Regions from separate parts of the Sus scrofa genome. Here region 2 is linked to region 1. Evidence: chromatin contacts called from public HiChIP or PLAC-seq data. All regions are on one chromosome and are shown on one strand. Each heading gives the region's core, a stretch centred on a gene start, on an enhancer-like site or on the middle of the called end of the contact. The rest is flanking DNA. Distances are from core to core; before and after follow the strand shown. Region 1 holds the start of REV3L (DNA polymerase zeta catalytic subunit). Region 2 has its middle 24 kb from the start of WISP3.

What was found. HiChIP or PLAC-seq counts read pairs in DNA pulled down with a chosen protein or histone mark.
Region 2: a contact with region 1 is called in an H3K27ac HiChIP or PLAC-seq map of alveolar macrophages. The contact joins the enhancer-like site here to the promoter of REV3L in region 1. A contact is called at or near these places in 2 of 5 promoter capture datasets (fetal skeletal muscle and liver), 8 of 47 Hi-C or Micro-C datasets (embryonic fibroblasts, epiblast stem cells, fetal heart ventricle and 5 more) and 1 of 2 datasets of contacts at active chromatin or transcription factors (alveolar macrophages).

What each region holds. Positions count from the first base shown.
Region 1 is chr1:77,399,060-77,402,823 of Sscrofa11.1, reverse strand. It overlaps REV3L (DNA polymerase zeta catalytic subunit), which reads left to right and starts at 2,273. Exons shown (of 33, transcript XM_021091241.1): 1 at 2,273-2,864. It overlaps LOC102167874, which reads right to left and starts at 2,727. Exons shown (of 5, transcript XM_021084615.1): 1 at 2,428-2,727; 2 at 2,125-2,287; 3 at 1,915-1,952. The coding sequence starts at 2,727. LOC110260596 (a long non-coding RNA gene) reads right to left here and starts at 1,906. Exons shown (of 2, transcript XR_002343829.1): 1 at 1,811-1,906; 2 at 1-849.
Region 2 is chr1:77,979,270-77,983,312 of Sscrofa11.1, reverse strand. No RefSeq gene overlaps it. Among named protein-coding and RNA genes, the nearest start is that of WISP3, 24 kb to the left of the region's middle. Within about 2 kb of position 2,237, at least 10 of the 83 cell types and tissues checked have an H3K27ac peak or open chromatin away from gene starts, as enhancers often do. A contact at or near this core is called in alveolar macrophages, retroperitoneal adipose tissue and skeletal muscle, where this site is marked.

The DNA of each region.
Region 1 (3,764 bases), core at 1,024-3,523:
TTCTAGAAATAGCTAATTGTGAATTTGATACTTTTTTGGTTTTCCCCTTCTATTCTTTTTACAGCCAGACCTGCTGCACATGTAAATTCCAGGGCTAGGGGTTGAATTGGAGTTGCAGCTGAGGCAGCTTGGGGGCAACTCCAGATCCTTAACCAACTAAGCCAGGCCAGGAATCAAACCAATATTCTCTGAGACAATATCGAGTCCTTAACCGGCTGAGCCATAACAGGAACTCCTACTTTTACCTTTTTCTAGCTAGGAATAATATACATATTATGGATGCCCTTGATTATAATATAGTACAGAGAATCTCAATTTTATATTAAGAATCATGAGAGTGGTGGGTGGGGTTGCTAACAGTACCAAGTTCCAAGCCCCAATCCCCCAAAATGTGATTTAGTAAAGGCCAAAATATCAAATTTTAACCAACACACTAGTGGCATAGAATACTGTGAGAATCACCAGTATTGTGCATCTGACATCCAGCTTGTACAAAATATTTACCGAAAAATGCATTTAGCATGGTAGTCCTATTTTTAAGTCACTTGCATAGGCTTCTAAAACTTAAATCAACTTAAAAGATTTTGCCTCTTAAGATATTATTAGGTAATTTCCTGTATATTAGTGGAAATCTTGCCACCTATGTTTACAATCATGCTCTCAGGTTGAAAACTGCAGGCTAATTCTCTGTGGTAATCAGTCTCAAATCCCTTGAAGCATAAATTCTTATTAGCATTATACGTTATGGAATTTATAGACAGCTTACCAGTGATCTGTGTCTTTGAGCCTTTTAAGACCCACGATGGTTCCAAATAAGGATCTCTCACACCAGTTCAAATACAAGGCAACCTAGTAATCATTAAAATACACCTATATAATAACATGCGTGAAAGAATCTCTAATTTGGGTAAACTGAATATAACTGTCAAAGGTCGTAATTAAGTGGTATATTTCAAACTTGAAACCACGGTTCTGTCTCCTACTGCTTAAATCTTTTTGTTGGGAAGATTTGTGGATTTTTAAGAGGAACTCTCGTTTCACAGATGAAGAAACTGAGGCCCCAAGAAACCAATTTATTTGTCCAAGGTCACACCCAATATTAGGGATCAAGTCAGACAAAACGCCAACGGTTCCAATAAAATGGCCAACCCAGCCCCATCTGCTCCTACCCTTTTTTTCTGGATTTCACAACTGCACCCCTAGCCCCCCTCCTTTCTGGATAAAGTTGTTTTGTCTAACGGTTCTTCCCCGCCCGCTCCCTTTTGCTTTTATGCCTTAGGGTAGTAAAACCTCACACCAACTGTTAATGAATAACATTGTGAGCCCACATCTGACGCAGTGACTTTCAGGGGCTTTTTCCCTGGCCGAAGATTTCGCTGAAAGGTTCTTAATCCTACATTCCGCCGGGGAAGAGAGGAGAGGGAGAGGAGGAGGGAGGTCACCGGGAAATGACAAGTCCGTACATGTTCAGGCGCGCGCCCAGGACGCAGCCTACCGGCCCCGGGGAGGAAACTAGGCGGGGGATACTAAGGCGAGAAGAAAGGAAAGGGGCGGGAGAAAAACACCGTGGTGGGAAATCCCTGTGCACTGGATCTGCCAACCCCTGGCAAAGCCGAACATAGCCGAACGTGAATAAATCTCATTAAGCTGCTGGGCGCAGACACTGCAGCACCACGAAGGAGGGGGCGCGGCGGCTCGCGCCGTACGTCCGGGAGGGAGCGCCGGGGCGGCCCTTTTATAGGCCGCAGCCCGCGCTCAGGCGCCCGCCCCTCGCACCGCCCCCGGGCCACGCGCGGGTCTGCCGCGCTACCTGAGAAGGGCTGTTGGTGTCAGCCGCTCACCCTCCCGCGAGGCCGCGGCGGCACGAGATCTGCGCCTTGTCTCCCCGCCCCCCCCGCGGGCGGGTTCTCTTACCTTGTAAAAAGCTGTTTCCGCGGCTGCCCCCGCCTTCTCTGCAGGATGTGAAATGGCGGTCGGCGAGGCGAGCGCGAGCACTGCGGCTCAGGCCAATCCCTCCTCGCCACCAAAACGGCCCTGAACACTGGCGCCCCCCTCCCGCCAGGCCCTCGGAGCCCATCCATGACATCGGCGCTCCGCCCCCCCCCCTCCTCCGCGGCCCCTCACCCAGGTGGCCGTGCCCACCGGCCGAGTCATCGATCCCCCCAGCCGGTCGCGAACCCAGCTTGACGGCAGCCTCCTCCCTCGCCGCTTGCCCGAGGGCGGGGGAGAAACCACCTTCTCGACCCCCGCCTGGGTGTCCCGGTCGGGCGCCCGCCCAGCTCCCTCCCTTTCCCGCCGCGTCCCCTCCCCCAACTACTCACAGCCCTCCCTTCGCCACACACTCAACCCCCTTCTCCCCTCCCCCAGTGGTTGCGTCCGTGACATCATCATCATGGCAACAAGAGCTGCAGCCTGGGACCGAGGAGCCCGTGTGATTCCCGGCGGCGGCGGCAGTGGTGGCAGCACCAGCAGCAGCACCGACGAAAGCGTGAGGGCTTCTCTCCTGTCGCCCCTCGCCGGGTGCTCCTGAGGAGGCGGCCGCCTTGCCACACAGCCCCGCCCGCCGCCGCTGCTCGCGTTGTCGGAGTGTGAGAGGAGGGGGCCGAGCCGCGGAGGGGAGGGGGCGCCGCCGCCACCGTTGCTGTGGGGCCGCCGCTGCGGAAGGAGCCGCCGCTGCCAGGTCGCTAGTGAAGAGAAGGCGGTGGCGGCGGCGGCGGCGGCGAACATGTTCTCAGTGAGGATCGTGACTGCCGACTACTACATGGCCAGCCCGCTGCAGGGGCTGGATATCTGCCAATGCCCCCTCACCCAGGCCCCTGTCAAGAAGGTGCCGGTGGTGCGAATCTTCGGAGCGACCCCGGCAGGTAAGCGGGCGCGGGGCGCGGGCGTGAGCGGCGGGCGCCGGGGCAGCCCTCCCCGCCGCGCACTCGCGCGCACGCCACCGGCCCTTTCGGCGGACGGCTGCCGCGACTTCCCTCCCCTTCACCCTCGTCGCTTTTCCTCACGCGCGTGACAGAGGCGCAAAAATGTGGGTCCGCGCGAGCGCGACGGCCCTCCCCCCATCCAGCCTGTGGCGGGGAGGCGGCGGGCGCCGACTGTTTACACTGCGTGCGGCGGTCGCTTGCCGAGTCCGCATACGGGGTCGCGGGCAGGCGGGCGCCGCTCTCGCCCCGGAGGACTAGCCGGGTGGCCGCGCCGCGTCCTCCTCGAGTGGGTGCGCAGGGCTGCGCTCTGAGATCGGTCGCTGGTGGGGCACCCTCTGCGTCTCCCAAGTGCCCCTTGCTGGCAATGGCCTTAGGTCGTGTGGGGAAGTGTCACCTCTGTCGTCAGTCCTTCCTCGTCGCCTTTTCTCAGCAGCGCTCTCCTCTGCCCTTTCTGGAGATGCCGAGGGCTGAAGGGGGGCGCCTGGGGCCAGCGGATCTTTCTCATTGAAGTGACCATGTGGTTCTGCTGTGAGTGCAGTCATAACTCCTTAGAGTTGAAAGCCTCAGAGTCGGAATAGGGCTGCCTCCCCAGGTGCATGGCTTTCAGGGAAACGTGTATCCACGGAAGTAGGAAATGCGTGTTTATGTTGCCTAACATAAAACATCCCACTTAATAGCGTGAATATCTTAGGAACCACAGCTAAACCCAGCGACGCAAACATTAAAGAAAATGCCTCTCTGCTGGGTTGTAGGATTACATTTTAAATACACATACGTTTAAGACAAAAACTATTTTGAAGAACAAGTGGGGCGGGGAGACAGAAGCCACGTTCTCTAAAG
Region 2 (4,043 bases), core at 988-3,487, 580 kb before region 1:
AATATGGAATGCTTCACAAATTTGCATATCATCCTTGCATGGGAGCCATATTAATCTTCTCTGTATCATTCCAGTTTTAGCAGATGTGCTGCCAAAGCGAGCACTCCTCCTGCCTTCTCTCTGCACACAAACCAGGGCACATTTATCTGACCTTCAGACCAGACCTAGGGCACTTGCCCCTTTGTTTACTTGCTCAACTTTAATAATCAGAACAGGGTGAAAAGAGGAAACCTACTAGACCAAGGTCATTGTCTTAAGGAATAGTCTGAATACCAGCAGGGGGAGCTGTCCATGAGGAATGTGGTGGGGGGAGCCCTCATTCAACCAGGAAGAGGATTCTTGCCCGAGTTCCATACATTTCTTTCCCTTAAATGTGTCCGAAACTCTCTTAGAGCAATAAAAAACAGAGAGGCCCTTCTTCAGCCATCCTTTTCTTCCTCAACATGAGACTCAAGCAGTAAGAAGCTGGGCCTGCCATGAAGGCCCTGCGCTCATGTGTTTTCTTTGTACCACTTGATCGAACCATCATTTAACACTGGTGCAAGCCTGTGGCTTGAATCCCACACTTCTTAGCTGTTATCAGTTCATTTCATTTGGCCGATACAAAGAAAAGAAAGACTTTCAGGTATATTCATTGAATTCAAATCTAATGCCCATTCCTCTGTGCAAGTTTCCCTGACTTTGGTGCCTGGGGAGATATTGCAGAGGTCATTGACCTCAGAATCCTACACTTCCTTAAAGTGGGTTCTGTGGGCTGGATGGAATGAGAGGGAATGAGGAAGAAGAGGGAGGGGGAAGCAAAGGCAGACCAAAGCCAAGTCCTTCTGGTTGGGCCTTTTGGAGGAAAGTAATTGTCCCCCTGCTTGGGAATTCATAACCCAGACACCTGATGCTAAAAACCACCCACAAGGAGGGTGGTGGCCCTCTGACCCTTTCATGAGGAATTAAAATCTACACTTTGACTTGTAGCTATGTCCTTCAGCTGGGGAAAGCTACTCTGTGTATCAAATATCTTGCCTCTCGAAATGAGAGATCCTATTTAAAGACTGACTGGGGAGTTCCTGCTGTGGTACAACAGGATCAACTGCGTCGTAGAAGCACTGGGATGCAGGTTTGATCCCCAGCCTGGCACAGTGGGTGAAGGATCTGGCGTTGCCACAGCTGCAGCACAGGTCACCATTGCAGCTCAGATCTGATCCCTGGTGCAGGAAGTCCATATGCCTTGGGGTGGCCAATGAAATAAAATAATAAAGACCTGTTGGAAAGCTGAATGTTTTTCTATGACAGCCCCTTTTGGAATCTGCCCTCATCTACATTCAGGAGGGAAAGTCTCAGCTCATACCTCATGAACACACAGTAATAGCACTAGCTCTGCTAGTCTGGAGGCAATTATCCAACATCATCACAGGTAGTCTTCCCACTTTAGACTTGAGTAGAGTCTACTGCTTTTACAAGCACTTTGGATGCAAGCACCTGTGCACAAGACGATAGGGTGAGATAGTCAGAATACTTAGGTCCTGACAGCCCTTTGGGGTGGATGGTGCAGAGGGGCCTGAAAACCCCTGCCAAAAATGTGCAGGGTTTACTGAGATGGTCAGAACATGTAGTTTAATTCAAGATATGCTTCTTTTAGGTAGATAGTCATTTAATGCCTGCCACATACAGCACTGGTGCTATGGGAAGGAAAAAGGAAGACAGAGCCCCTGCTGTGTAAAAGAGGTAAAAGGTACAACAGACTCAGACTAAGTCTTGTTAAAGCTTCATTCTGGAAGGGGTATACATTTCTGAGTTCCCCTTCTCTGGCTGCTGAAGAGAGTTGAATTATTAGCTAGAGTCCACTCCATCCAGACAACCATCTCAAGTGGGACCAGACCTCTCCAGCCTTTGATCAAGGACTTTAAGGACATACTCAAAGCATTTGTTGGGAAAACACTGGATCAACACATGGAAATGACAGCTAGATGCAATGAGCCTGGCTCACACTTAGAAACCTCAAGCATACAACATCAGATGTTGGTCTGTCTTGGGACCTGAGACACAATTTCACCTCTTTATCCTCCAGGAACTAGTGGGACCAAGTTCCTTGCCAACTGGTCTGAGTTCCGATGTGGTCAGATTTCTCTTCGCCTTGGCTGCCTCTCCTCGGCTGGTTGGTGCCTGTTTAGGCCTTTTGCCAGGCTGACTGGCTGCTTCCTCCTCCCACACACTCAGCGCCCTGGTGACTGCCAGCTGGATCTTCCCCTGTCCCTAGGGGACTAGCTTCTCTTACATCCTCTCTCTGCCCTGAGGACTGTCCTGGGTATGTTCTCTGGGCCTTTTAGTAAAATGGGAGAGGAGACGGTGTGATGGAAAGATCCGTTTCCACTGTTTGGGGTCTGAGATAAAAAGGGATCCTGCCTGGAGCAGAAACAAGACTCAAACAGCCACTGCCTGTGTAACTGTTAACTGTCCGGTGGCTGGTTCTCCAGCCTGAGCTCTGACACTGACCATCACATAGGTTGGGTAGGCAGAAAGCATGAAAGATGTTACATAGAAAATCATGATGAAAGGGGTGCAGGAAAGCAGCCACTTTGACATTGCCTAATTCAGCCCCCTCTCAGGTCTCTTCATGCCTCAGTAATAGGAAATCAATCTAAGTGCTATACAGGGGTATCCACAATATCTTTCCCTAAAGATAGGAAAATATGTTCAGGGACAGCAAGTGCAAAGGCCCTGAGGTATGTTCAGAGAATAGGAAGAAGGCCAGTGTGGCTGGAGTAGAATGAGAGAGGGTGAGAAATGTGAGAGGGAGCCGAAGCAAGAGAAGTCACAGAGGGTCTTGAAGTCAGACTAAGAATTTTAGCTTCTGTGTTTGAGTGCTCTGGGCACCAGAGAAAGGATATCTGGATGCTGTGTGGTCAGGGACAAGAGAATGAAGGGAGACAAGTTAGAGAGTTTCACCTTGATTCAAACAAGAGGTGATGATGGCTTGGCCACGATGGCTGTGATGACTCTGGAAAAATGAAGCAAGTGAGAAATGAAGTATAGGGGAGTTAAGGTGTTCCCATTGTAGCTCGGTGGGTTAAGAGCCTGATATAACATCTGTGAGGATGTGGGTTCGATCTCTGGCCTCGTTCAGTGAGTTAAGTATCCAGTGTTGCTGTGAGCTGTGGCGTAGGTCACAGACCTGGCTTGGATCCCTTGTTGCTATGGCTGTGGTATAGGCTGGCAGCTGCAGCTCCAATTCAGATAGGGATGGAGTAGGATAGTTACACACATAGTTGTGGAAGTCCCAATAAGAGACCATAGATAGAGAGGGAACCGTAGGGGACTTTGGGAGATATGAGACATGCCTCAGGTCACTGGGTGGGGAATGGGGTGAAGCCTGCATTCATGCTCAGATCAGGGGCAAGTGTTTAAGGACCAGCCTTCTGCTGATTTGAATAAGCACGATGACAGTCCTGGTTTGACCTTAGAGGGTCAAATTCTCTCTTAGCAGATACCAAGGAGGACCTACTACTCAAAGAAAGAGAAAAAGGTGGTCTTTCCCCACCCCCACTCCCCTTGGATGATAAAACGGTAGCCTACCTAATTCTTGGGGCAGAGCCTCCTCACCTGCCTGCTTCCATCTCTCACAAGCATCCTATCCTATCACTGTCTCTCGCTGAATTCCTTCGATGCTGAAGCACAAAGAACCTGAAACTCAGTAAGTCCAGACACCAGGTGAGTGATTCTAATTTAAAAACTGTGGATTCACACAAAGGACCCAGAATTGCCAAAGAAATCCTGAGGAATAAAAACCAAGCAGGAGGTATAACTCTCCCAGAATTCAGGTAATATTACAAAGCTGCAATCATCAAGATGGTGTGGTACTGGTACCAAAACAGACATACAGACCAATGGAACAGAATAGAGAACCAGAAATAAACCCAGACACCTATGGTCAATTAATCTTCAACAAAGGAGGCAAGAATATAAAATGGGAAAAAGGCAGTCTTTTCAGCAGGTGGTGCTGGGAAAACTGGACAGCCACATGTAAATCAATGAAGCTGGAACACACCCTC